Regions from separate parts of the Muntiacus reevesi genome. Here region 1 is linked to region 2. The links are chromatin contacts, called in public Hi-C maps. All regions are on one chromosome and are shown on one strand. Each heading gives the region's core, a stretch centred on a gene start, on an enhancer-like site or on the middle of the called end of the contact. The rest is flanking DNA. Distances are from core to core; before and after follow the strand shown. Region 1 holds the start of IFIT5 (interferon induced protein with tetratricopeptide repeats 5). Region 2 holds the start of FAS (Fas cell surface death receptor).

What was found. A called contact is a pair of places that touch in the nucleus more often than the background predicts.
Region 1: a contact with region 2 is called in a Hi-C map of muscle, with 5 times the contacts expected there. The contact joins the promoter of IFIT5 here to the promoter of FAS in region 2. A contact is called at or near these places in 2 of 3 Hi-C or Micro-C datasets (blood and muscle).

Annotation. Positions count from the first base shown.
Region 1 is chr2:133,882,586-133,889,102 of mMunRee1.1, forward strand. It overlaps IFIT5 (interferon induced protein with tetratricopeptide repeats 5), which reads left to right and starts at 3,594. Exons shown (of 2, transcript XM_065922876.1): 1 at 3,594-3,728. The coding sequence starts at 3,724. It overlaps LIPA (lipase A, lysosomal acid type), which reads right to left and starts at 3,553. Exons shown (of 11, transcript XM_065922885.1): 1 at 3,423-3,553.
Region 2 is chr2:133,509,060-133,515,659 of mMunRee1.1, forward strand. FAS (Fas cell surface death receptor) reads left to right here and starts at 3,297. Exons shown (of 8, transcript XM_065922862.1): 1 at 3,297-3,469. The coding sequence starts at 3,440. It overlaps LOC136159961 (a long non-coding RNA gene), which reads right to left and starts at 3,124. Exons shown (of 6, transcript XR_010661544.1): 1 at 2,978-3,124.

The DNA of each region.
Region 1 (6,517 bases), core at 2,344-4,843, 370 kb after region 2:
AATGTGGGACAGCCTGGATGTCTGCACAGAAAAACAAACAGTGAATCCCGGAAAAGAGATTGTAAATACTATTGCCGAATTTACAAATGAGTATCTCCAGGCATTACCAAGAAGTCTTTAAATTGACAGCTGAATTTCAGGAGCTTGTTACTCCCATGTTAATGACTAACAGAACCTCAATCATTCATTGTCCTTATTTAGAATTCCCCGAGTGCCCAGGGAATGTCTCTTATGTACCCTAAATCAGGCCAAACACTACTATTACAGGTGCCCCAGTCTAGGTCTACACACCACCAGAGGATCCACCTACTTGGGGACCATCCTGGCCTCCAATGTATCCATTCTCCTGAGGCTGCTAGAACTGGAACTGCACAGGAACTAAGAGCCTCCACCCCACAGCATGCCCAGCTTGAACTTCCCACCCTCAGTCTGTATCCATAGCTCTGCATCTTGTCTCAGTCAGACCCAGCCACCTCTACTTTGGAGCCGGTGCTTAAGGGAGTAAGCCTTCTCTGACACTGTCCTGGATATCAACTCTTTCACCTGGGCCACCTCCTGGACTCCAGTAACACCCTCGACTTTCTGTGATCTGATTTCAACTTTTCCTCTCCTATCTAAAGTCCATCTTCTATCTCTTGCAGCCTAGGCTGTGAAGACTAATTCAAATAAAGTAGGTATATACAAGAGGGCGTTACATGATTCTCAATTGTGGGGAAGAGAGAAGAGGAGGCTTTTGCCCCTGAAGGAAAAAAAAAAAAAAAAAAGTTGGGTTTGGCAATCTCTGCAGTTAAGTTCGTTTGTCATAACTACAGGGTGCTACTGACATCTAGAGGATAGATGCAAGATTGCTGCTTAAACATCCTTAAATGCACTACACAGCTTCCCACAACCCAAATGTCAATAGCACCAAGGTTGAGAAACTCCAGCTTAGATCTGTACCTTGGAAGAGTTATTAAGTTTTCAGTTTCCCAAGCAGATTTTCTATTAGTTGCCATTTTTCATGTTCCATTTCTCTTTTTTCCCCCGTTGCTGTGTTTTACAGGTTGATAAGAATAAATTCAAAAGACAATACACTACTAATTTTCCCAAGAATTCACCCAATCCAAGTTATGAAAAAAATACTGATATTCAAGTTCCATCTAATAAATTCAGGATATTCAACACCTACTCAACAGCTGGGTCTTTGCTTCTCCTCAATCCTGAAAATGCTTATTCCTTTAAAATTTTTACAGATTAGTTTTAGTCTTTCTGAATCTGAAATCCTAAACAATATAAGGATAATCAGGAATTTTTTCCCCTTTTGACTTTCATCATTTACTGTTTAGTTGCTGTTCATTCAAAACTTGATAACCCAAAGACTCTCTCTTGACCCAGCTACAGCTAAAAGAAAGGAAAGAAGTAGGAATAAGGAAGAAAAAACATAATCAACACACTGGAAATTTTTTCAAACAGAGTTCTATTAAATATTCTAAATCTTCAGGAAGGAGGAAATTCTGGGCATATCTTTGTACCTCCAAATAAGCCATTCAGTACTTTTTCTAAAATGTGGTTTCCCACTTAAAGGTTACCATAGCCTACAGACCCACCACATCCACATTACCTCCCCAACCTCATTTCTTAGGACTTCTTCCCTGCCTTCTCCATTCCAACACACCATCTGTGCATGCCAAGTATGCTTCCATCTCTAGGCCTTTGCAGTTACTGTTCCCCCAGGCTGGAAGGCTTTTTCCTGACCCCATATCCACAGTGCTCACTTCTTCCCCCACCCCAAACCATTTCTCCCCAATATATTTATAACAGCAAAACACCAACCCTCTCTCTGCTTTTTCTCCATAGCACAATCTGACATAAAATATTATATTTGTTCTTTACCTTCACCTCTCACACTAGAAATTAACTCCAAACAAGTGTAACAAAATCACAAATGCACAACTAACTACAGTTCTGGACCTACACTGTTAGTTAGCCATGCTTAACTTAATTCTGAGGGAGCAAGAATTGGTTTTAGGTATAAGTCCCCTTTTCTTGCAAAGCCAAAGTCAGCATTATTTAAACTAATGGACACACAGAAAAAACTGTACATTGTTGTCCATTCATTTGAAAAACAAAGTGACTAGCATGGCATTTTGCCAAGGCATAAAAGTGATAAACTTGTGCCTTTAAACTCTGTGATGATGAATACTTATTCTCAAAGTTTGAGAATTATCTCCACCCTGTGCATAATCAGGAACAAAATGCAGAAGACAGTGTGTGGGGGGAGGAGGGGGGAGGGCTTGTCCCTTGTCTATTTTATTTCTTGCTATATTGACAGGGCCTTGGACAATGTCTAGCTCTTAGCAGTTGTTTAGTAAACATGTTGAAAGAACAAATGACTGAATTTGAAGGGGGCAGTGTATGGGCGTTCGATATTTTCTGCTTAGGTTCCAAACCACCCCATCTTTGCATGTGTGTGTGTTAGTGGCTCAGTCATAGCCAACTCTTGGTGACCCCATGGACTATAGCCCTCCAGGCTCCTCTGTCCATGGGGATTCTCCAGGCAAAAATACTGGAGTGAGTTGCCATTCCCTTCGCCTGGGAATCCTCCCTACCCAGGAATCGAACCCAGGTCTCCTGTATTGAAGGCAGATTCTTTACCATCTAAGCTACCAGGGGAAGCCAACCCCGTCACAAAGATGGGACCTATAATAATAGGATTATTATTATATTATTATGGGACCTTATTATAGAAAGCGCAGTTGTCAAGGGCACGGAAGGGAAGGGAATTTTCATAGAATTGTGAGTGGGGTGTAAAACCCTCTTTGCAAAGCGAACCTGGAATAGCTACCAAATTTTGAATATATATACGTTTTGGCCCCCAAATTTCTCTAGGTTTACCCAGTGAAAATCACGGCACAAGTGCATGGCATTGCACCTGTGTTTGTTGACTCAAGACTTGAGTTTTACATGTAAATTATCCCATGTGAAAGGAATCGCCAGTCCAGTTTCGATGCATGAGACAGGGTGCTCAGGGCTGGTGCACTGGGAAGACCCAGAGGGATGGGATGGGGAGGGATGTGGGAGGGGGGTTCAGGATGGGGAACACATGTACACCCATGGAGGATTCAAGTCAATATATGGCAAACCAATACAATATTGTAAAGTAAAATAATAATTTCATTAAAAAAAAAAAAGACTTGAGTTTTAGCCTAGGATTCACAAAGCTATAAAGAGCGTCGGTGCCACCCAACAAAAATAACGCTGAAATATCTCCAGTCATCTTAGCTAAGGGAAAAAAAAAAGAAAAAAATCCAACAAATAATCACCACCCCGCAAAGAGCTAAGGCACGTGGACTTAAAAAGGCAGCTGAGCAGCCAAGACCAAAGTCTCAAGGCCCAGCTGCAAATTCCACCCGGAACGTCCCCGCGCTGCGCAAACCTCTTACAGCGGTTCCTCAGTCCGGCCGGGAGGGCGCCCCCACTCAGCTCTTCCAGAAGTTTCTGTTTCCCGGAGCTGGACTCCGCCTAGTCGGGGATCAGATTCACTTTCTCGTTGGCCTTTCCCGCTCCTGTCCGCCCTTTAACAAAGACGTCCGCCCTCGCGCGCGGACCTAGCGCTGCGGTCACCTCGCCCGCGCGCCCACGCACACGCACGCGCGCCGCCGCTCAGCCGCAAAGGAGCGGAGGGCTGAGGAGAAAGCCCGAAGGGACCTGCACCTCCCGGAACTGCAGCAGAGCCCAGCCACCATGAGGTAAGGGCTCCTCCCGGCCTCTCCTCCCCAATTCCCTGTGGCCTTTGTTTTACACGCCTTTGTCTTGTGTTCCGTTTGTAGGGCAGCGCTACGGCCCTTGAAAGGGCCGAGCCCCAGAGGCCGGCCGCCGGGCGTCGGCGTTGGGGACGCCCCCCTCCTGGGAGCCCGGTCAGGGTCCGGGGCGGCTGAAGGTGGGCCTGCCGGGGAGGGTGGCCGAGTGGACCCTTCCGGCAAGTCCCAGGCATCCGCAGTCGGACTCTCGGGCCGAGTCGGGGGACGGAGGAGGGGGGGAAGGGCGACGCGCCCCGGGGACTTGTCACTTCCCTGCTGCTCCGGTCGCCGCCGCCCCCGGGCCGGTGCGGGAGCTTCTGCGGTACAGGTCCCCGCAGGCCGCAGCCCCCGCGTCACACTCTTCCGCTTCTGCCATTTTGCCTTTTTGATACTTGGCTCTGACTTCTCCCCCTCCTTTGTAGCGTGGACAGATTGTTCCGGCTCCACCCCATCCCCGTTTTGTGGAGCTTGCTTTCTCCATTTCCAAGACTGGCCTGTGGTGGGGGTCCTTGGCTGACCCCTTTTCATCTAGTCCCCTGCTTCGGACGTGGATGGTGAGCGGTCTGCATTTAGGAAGCTGAGGCCTGAGGAGGTTCAGATAGTGGGCTCCTGCAGGCCTTACAGTCTTTTGTTCTAAATCCTGACTCGGACCACCTACTAGTTGGGTGACCCAAAGCAAAGTTTCTTCAACTCGGTGAAGCTGTTTCTTGTCTGTAAAAAGTAATGGCATCCATCTCTTAGGACTGTCGAAACGGTTGTTGCTTAATGACCAGCTCATGTATTTGCAGATGGTGACTTTTGTTATGTTTTAAAATGTTTAATAAATGCCTTACTTCTACCCTTTGTAGGAAAGGAGGGACGTGGGAGGTATAGAGAGGAAAAGGCGGGTGGTGCCCTGCGAGTGTCTGGTGGATGGGATGAAGAGGGGTGAACCCCACTGGGCACTGTCTACCAAGGAAAATGAAAGACTGTTCCTTCCTGGCAAAAAAACAAACACAATAAAACAACTCCCCACCACACACACAAAATTGCCTAAAGATAAATGTTGCCTCTTCAGACACAATAGCCTCTCTCTGCCAGCTTCCCAGAGACAAAGTTAAAAAAGTAAGTAGAGTTGAAAAAGTAAAATTTGTCATAGTGCCGGGTTGTGCATAAATCCCATAGAGTGTAGGCAAGGCACTTACATGGCTGACTGAATGTCCCCTGGAGATCTCACAGCCACGTGACAATCCCTGGGCAGCCCTCCCTCTTCATGCGCCTTGGGCAGAGGCAGATGTTCATTTCACTCTGTGGATGGGCAGAAGCTGGTAAGCCCATATTGTGGGTCTGAGCAGGCTGTTAAGGGCGTGGCATGTCTTGCCTATGATTTTGGTGCGTTTACACCAGAGAAAGGAACAACTACCAAGGGATAGATACCGTGTTTCCCAGTCAGGACCTTAGGACGTTAGTCCAGAACCTAGTTTCAAAATCTAAACAGAGAGCCAGACAGTATGCCAGGATGGAAAAACAAATAGGATAGGGAAGACTGAAGTGGCAGAAAGTTTGGAACCAGTAGCAGGATGGAAAGAACTAGCAGGAATTCCCTCATCTGAAATTCAGGTGCCTTTTTTTCAGGATGGAAAAACAAATAGGATAGGGAAGACTGAAGTGGCAGAAAGTTTGGAACCAGTAGCAGGATGGAAAGAACTAGCAGGAATTCCCTCATCTGAAATTCAGGTGCCTTTTTTTTTTTTAATTCTAGGCTCATGCCTCTGGGTTGAAAATGCCAGAAGCTATCAGTATATAATTGCATTCATTCATTCACTCTGCAAGTATTTATTACTGAGCTCTGAAATCATAGATTCTGGGGACACATGGGTGAAAAAAATCAAACCAGAATAAAGTCCCTATTCTCATTTAAATGGGGGAAATAGACAACCAAAAATAAATGGGTGAATAATCAACATAAATAACCAAAAATGAATGAGTAAATAACATAATTCAGAAGGTGGTAAGAGCTATAAGGAAAATAAAATAGTGTAGTGGGCTAAGAGAGTGACCAGGAATGGAGGGGGTTATTTTAGATATTTTTGCCACAGATGGCCACTTGGATAGGGGATTTTTGAGCCAAGTTAAAGGAAGGAGCTAATCATACAAGGATTTGGAAGCAGAGCTTCTCAAGTAGAGTAAAAACAAGTGTGAAAGTCTTTGAACTTAATATGTTCAAGATAGGAAGAAGGTTAGTATGTCTAAAACATGATAATGAGGAGGAAGGAGGAGAGAAGGTTGGATGGGTACACAGGTCCAGCATCTTTAGGGACTTGTAAGACGTGGCAAAGGCTAGATTAAGGGTGTTTCAAAGCTATTGGGAGATTTTGAACCAAAAGACTGACATAACCTGGTTTACATTTTCAGTAGTTTACTAATATTATATGGGGACTAAGAGTGGAAACAGGGAGACCGGATTGTTACCCCTGTTCAAAGGAAAGGTAATAGTCTTTTAGACTAGAAAAATTGCAGTGGAAATGGGGGGGGGGTAGTGGATGGATTTGATATATTTGGGTGGTAAAATTAACAGAATTTCCCATTGGATTAAATGAGGGATTGAGAGAAGAGGAATCAAGAAATTCAGTTCAGTTCAGTCGTTCAGTCATGTCCAACTCTGCGACCCTATGAATTGCAGAATGCCAGGCCTCCCTGTCCATCACCAACTCCCGGAATTTACTCAAACTCATGCCCATCGAGTCGGTGATGCCATC
Region 2 (6,600 bases), core at 2,047-4,546:
GGACTCAGGCGACACTATCAGGCTTGGGCCTTCGGTGTGGTTTGTTCTCATCATGGGTTGACTCTGCCTTCAGCTCTGGCAGGAGCAACCTCATCAGTTCTGTACCGCAAATATTTCCACTTCAAATACAGTGGAAAAAAGACAAAGAAGAGCGTGTGTCCCACTGTTTCCTGGAAAGCTCACAACAGAATGTGATGTGCTGGTTGCATTAACCAAGTAGGGCTCTTTGTCCTCCTCTCCTTTACGTACACACACAGATGCTAGGATCGGTGTCACTGCTGCTCTAATGATTAATCTTATGTGTCACCTTGACTAGGCCACAGGATCCAAAGACTTGGTACTTCTCTAGGTGTTTCTAGGTGTGTTTCTTAGATGGGATTGATATTTAAACCAGGAGACTTTGAGTAAAACAGTTGCCCTTCATAGTATGGGTGGGCCTTGTCCTATCAGTTGAAGGCCCTAAGAAAAGAACTGACCTCTCTTAAAAGACAGGGAATTATGCCAGCAGATGGCCTTTGCAATTCTCCCTTGGGTCTCCAGCCTGCTAACCTATCTGGCACATTTTGGAGTTGTCAGCCTACATAATCACATAAAACAATCCCTTACAACACATCTTTCTCTCTCTCTCTGTTTATATATAGGTCTATGTAAAAATAGATAGATAGATATAGTTATATAAATCTTGGTATCTATGGCTAATCTGTATGTATCCTACTGGCTTTGTTTTTCTAGAGAACCCTGACTAATGCAACCACTTCAATAGCTAAGAAGACAGAAGAGGAACAAAGGCAACTTGGAAGATGTTGTTACCAGGAAGAAGGGGAGAAGATGCAGAATAAACAATCATGAATGTGCACTACAGATGGGGGCTATTAAAATCAATTTGCTGCCATTTAGTAAGAGAAATTTTGTTGACAAAAATTTTAAAACATTAGGGGATAAGAAACAAAAAGTCTTGGTGGTAAAAGGGTATTGGGGGTTTTCTTCCTCTCAGCTTTTTAAAATAAGTAGACATATGTTTAAATGTTATTCAGAATGAAAAGTTCAACGGCAAGGATTTCTTTAGAGTAAAGCAGCAGGCTTTAACTTACACGGTATGGATTGAGTAAAATCAGGATGGTTGTCCAAAGTGTCTCCCACATCTGGTGGAGTGCCCGAAACTCTATTAATAAAATTGTATTTCTTTGCCCTTGAAGGCCTGTAAAAATGTGTTATTAAAATAAACTATTAAAGATGTCTGAACTGTTTCTTCCAGAACACCAGCATTCATCAGGTGTTCATTCAGTAGGCATTCTTCAAAGAACTCCATAAAGAAGACAAAGAAGGCCGGGGAGCAGTATAGATCACAGTTCCATCTTAGACAATCAGAATGCATATTAGCATATTGAGGGCTCAGAGAACTCTTAGATTAGGAGACCTGTTTAAATTAACCCAGAATTTTCTAAAATCATTTGATCATGTAACACGTCTCTTCCCACAAAGTACCTATTACTATTTCATTAAACTTGATGGTTAGGTGTGTGTGTGGAGTGGGGGAGATTTGAGGGGAGTTAGAAAGAGCAATGACTCAGGAGCAAGAATATTTAAGTTTAATTCCTGGATCTACTATTTACTAATTAAACTGTCAATGTTGTTTAAACTTTTATGGTTACAATTCTTTATAAAGCAAATATAATAATTAGCCACCTCACTGGGCTAAAGTGGCAAATATTAGGTATGGAAGAACCATTTGTGAAATGGTTGTTTCACAACCATTTGTGAAAGTTGTTGACTTATGATTCACTCTCAAGAGATGTTGATTTTGTCAACTGTCTCGCTCTCCTCCGTTCCTTCCTCCCTCCTTTCTTGCCTTTCTTCTTATGATTTTTTTATTTCAATAAACTTCTAATTTCAGAATAGTTTTAAACTTACAGAAAAGTTGCAAAGATAATACAGAGTCTCCATGTGCCAGCCCCTCTACACCCCTCCCCCAACCTCCACCATTCACTTCTTTTTGTGTCTGTTTTGGGTTGGGAACTGTAGGAGCAGGACTGGTCAGCTAGGATCTTCTTCACGGCACTAACAATCTGCTGGGCAGTGAAGCAGGAGGCAGATAAATCCACACCTGTAAGACAGGGCCATGAGTGCAGAGCAGAAAACAAGCAGAGTGAAAGCAGTTAGGAGGAAAGCATTCAGCTCCTAACCTTGAGTTGGGAGCCAGGAAGATCTCCCAGACGAAAATGTCTCGAAAATGTCTTCAGAGAGGGATCCGGATGGATGAGGGATGAGCCAGGCAAAGGGGGAGAAAGGAGAGTGTTCCTAACGGGATACAGCCAAAGGGCACATGGACAACACAGCGCAGGTGCAGAGCTTAGTGGAGGATGCCAGAGGAATACTGACCCTTTCACCGGTTCCCAGCTTACCACCTAATTCAGAATCACGCTCATGAAGGATGTCATTATACAAACCTTCTGTAAAACTGTTGCAAAACTGGCTAACCGGAATGATCAACTTTTCCAAAACAATAGTGACTTCGAGCTGTTAACCAAAGCACTAAAGTATACTTTTTTTTTTTTTACTATAAAGAAAATTGGCCAGGAAATAATGAGTAACAAAGGAGGGGAAGTAATTGTAAGCTTTTAATCATATAGCAGGAGTTGTGTGATTTGTCTTAGGAGTTAGCTTTGTACTCCTCGTGAGAATAAAATATAAAGGGTCCTCCCTCTTCGGAATCCCCACAGCACAACATCTGAACCTCTGCCTTGGAGAACTGCCACTTACAGACACTCGTCCGGGGTTCCTGTGAGCCTCTAACGTCGACACCACGGCACACGGAGCCGAGCCAAGGCTGGGTCTGCTCTGCGAATCCCAGCAGTCAGCCGAGGCTCCTGCTCCGAGCAAGACGTGTGCGCTCCGCACTTCAGTCCTCCCCAGCCTCCCCAGCTGAAACTGCAGAAGAGTTTAGAAAGGTCATGGGGCCCATTCTCAGGATCCTCACCTGAACCCGAGCCTGCCAGTCGATCGCGGAAACGCTCCCAACGGGGAATGCCCGCTTGTGCAACAAACGCTGGCTCTTTCCCCGCTCCCCGTTCAACACCCCGGCCCTCACCCCACCCCCCACTCCAGGCTCCGGGTTGCAGAATCAAAGGCGCCCTCCCCTACCCGGGCGTTCCCCAGCTAAGCTTCCTCCTCCAACCCCCACCCCCTGGCTCCGGGGACGTTTCTTTTGGTCTCTTCAAATGAGCCACCAACAGGTGTTCAGACACGCTGCTGGAGAAAGAGGAAAGCGTCCCGAGAGTAACAGTGCGTGAGCCCCCGAGGCGGGCCCGGGAGGGGCGCACTCTTCCAGGCCGGCTGGAGCGCGGGGTGGGGCCAGTCGGGGCTCACTTCTCACCGGGTGCGTAACTCGCCCTGGTGCCGGTTGGAAAGGCTCCTTCACTTCGGCGATTGCTCCACAGCCATGTCCGGGATCTGGGTTCTCTTGTCACTGGTGAGTCGCCTCTGCTCGGCCACTGGGCTGGCGCGGGACGCGCTGTGGGGGCGGCCGGGGGGGTGCGCGCGTGGGCGGCGGACTTGGCCGGCTACCTCCGCATGACTGCGAGGATTTCTCTTGAGGGCGAGGTCTCAGCAAACCAGGCTACTCGTTTTTCCTGGGGCTGGATGCGAAGCTGCGAGCCCGCGAGGCAGGCGGAACATCCCTGGGAACGCGGTTTGCGGCGCCGAGGGGGCCGGCGCCGGGGGGTTTGGGGGTCGCTGCAGGGAGAGCCCCGTCTGAGGCCGGAAAGGGTCTTTTGGACAAGCCCTTGCAAGTCTCGCTAAGGCTGTGCTGTGAACATACGCGCCCCGGGGCGGCGAGAACTTGCACTCTCGAAATTGATAATAAGTTTTTCCAACACTTCCCAACTTTAGGGAATAAATCAGCCTCGAAGCAGTGGTTACACCAGAGGCTTTGGACCGCACCGATTCTTTCTTGAAAACGTTATCTTGGGGCTGAATGCGCCTTAAAGAGACTTGTTTACCTTTTTACCGCTACACAGAAAAAGAAACTGTTTTGTTTCCCTTCCGGGAATCCCTCTCCTTGAGAGTGTGAGTCACTATCTCAGGTTTGCCCTCCCCCCCCCCCCTTCCGTTTTTTTTTATTTTTATTTTTAAATCTTTCATTGTTTGCTGGACGGGAGGCAACCCTGGCCCCGTCGCTCAGGCGGTGGTACCTGCTGCCACCGCGCACGCGCTGAGCAGCCTGTACTTGGCCTGGAAGCCTAAGCCGCATCCACCTCTTTTGGAGAGTCCCTACCTCAGATATCCTGGCTGGGTGATGGCTGATCGAAGACCCTGGCCTCAAGGGGTTCGTGTGGGTTCCGAACTCTCTGAACACCAGCGGATTCTTATTTGCTGTGCCTCATCGATGTGCCAGGCAGTGTGATAGGAATGTTTATGAGTATGATCTCAGTCATTTCTCGCAGCAGCTGCGCAGTATCTCCATCTTACATATGGCAAAATGGGGTTCAGACAGCTTACGTAAGTCGAGTCCAAACAGTAAGAGGCAGGACTGAATTTAAATCCAATTTAGATCCCATTCCAAAGCCTGGGGGGTGGGGATGGGGGTATCGACCACACCTATGTCCAGAGGACACCAAGAGTTAAAAAAAAAAAGTCGATGTCTGGAACCGTCTTATGGTTGGAAAAAAAATTCTTCCTGGTCCTTTTGGAAGTAATGTACAATATTTGGGCTCCTTTAGAAATTTTCTTTGAGAAAATTTGAGATTCAAAGTTGGGAAACTATTTATACAACCTCAGATCACATTCTTCCTTACCATGAACCACTGCCTTATTGCAGTCTTGGTTGCTTTGACAATCTTGGAACAACAATTCTAACAAGTATAGCAAAATTATCAAAGCCCAGAGCTACACTTTACTTTTATAGTAATACTATAGCGTCTCTACCAGGGGTACCTGTTTAAAGCACCAAGGAAACTGCTTTTCTGAAAGAATGCACACGTATTCATACACACATATGTGCAAATACAGACTTACATTTATTTGTATATGCATATTATAATATCTATGATATATATTAAGCATTCATTTATTATTGTTATATGATATAGAGCCTCAGAAGTGAATGTTTATTGAATAAAATGTGTTAATACAGATGTGTAGAAAGAAAAAAATCAGATATAACTGTATCACCTAGATAGTCCTGTTTACACTTTGTAGTATATCCTCTATTTCCCTTTTCTTGGGTTTAGTTACACAGAATCCTGCCCTGCCCCCATCAGGGGCCCAGCATCATGCCTCTGTTCTTAAAGAAGTTTCCACACTGTTCTGTCACCTTGTGTGTCTCCAGAAAATGCTTGCTTTTATGACTTAGCACTTAGTGGGGCTTACTTACTAGTTGCAAATAAATTAAACCAATTAAACCGAGGCGTGAGTGCTAACTACATGGAACACAGAAACAAATTTAGTTCAGCCATGTCAGTGGACTGCAAGTGGATGGGAGGGAGCGGCCAGGCTTTCTTTTTTCCTCTTTCTTTCTCTAGTCCTCTCATCTCTAGTGTGATCTGTCATCAGCAAATAGCCCATCCTTTACCTCTTTGCTTCTCTTTCCATCTTTCTTCCCTCTTGAAGTTAGTTTTCTCTCTCTTAGTTTCTGGTCGTCTTTCGGATACAGAAGTAAAGGCACAGTTACTTTAGAAATTTGTGTGAGAAATAGCTGTGAGCAATGCTGTTGCTGCTTTTAATAGCACATAGTTCTGATAGCTTTTGTTTTGTACTATTTAGGTCTATGGTTAGGCAATTACTAGATAGCCATTTTCCTGTCCTTTATTTCTTGGAGTTTTCAAAATTATAGGCAAGGGGAAGGAGAGGGCAGCTGAAAAAGAAACCGGTGTATTTAAAGTAATCATATAGGAGAGCTTTGAGAAGAAAATAAAGGACAGTTGTTTAATTTGTAATTTAATAATTTTTCCATAAACCAGGCTAAGAAGCAAGAAATAGGTTGTGGTGTGTTTCTATTTATTGTTGTTTTTAGTAGGTTTTCCTTATCTCAAGGTAGACTTGAAAATTCTTTTGAATAAAATAATATTATGAAATTTAATTTAAAACATTAACAACCAGGAGGTAAAAACACACATTGATAAAAGATGGCAAGATTGGGAGGCAAAAATGAAATTGATATATGAAGATCCTCAGGACCTTCACTGCTAGCTTCAATTAGATGAATGAAAACTCTTTTATTGTCCAGCTCCATAATACAATTACCACCCTTAGTGGCAAAACTAGAGTTTAATTTAGCAAAGCAGTTTTTACTCTTGCATTGAGTTTATAGAAGGAGAAAAGTGAGATAGAGGCAAAGAGGACTCAAGATTTTGATGTTGTCTCTAAGTAAGTTTCTTTGGAACACTAAACAAGTAATTTACTTCTAAATAGTTCCTAAGAGTGGACGTGTCCGCATTTCAAAGGAACCTCTCTGAAGGCTACTAGCACTATACCACAACTGCTAAGGAGTAACCACTTTCTAAGAGATGATCAAAAACCTGAATAAGGAAATCCCCCACTTGAAAACCCCTAATGAGTTAAGTGCCTTTTGGTAAATTATCTTGGGTTCCAAAAGTCCCTTAA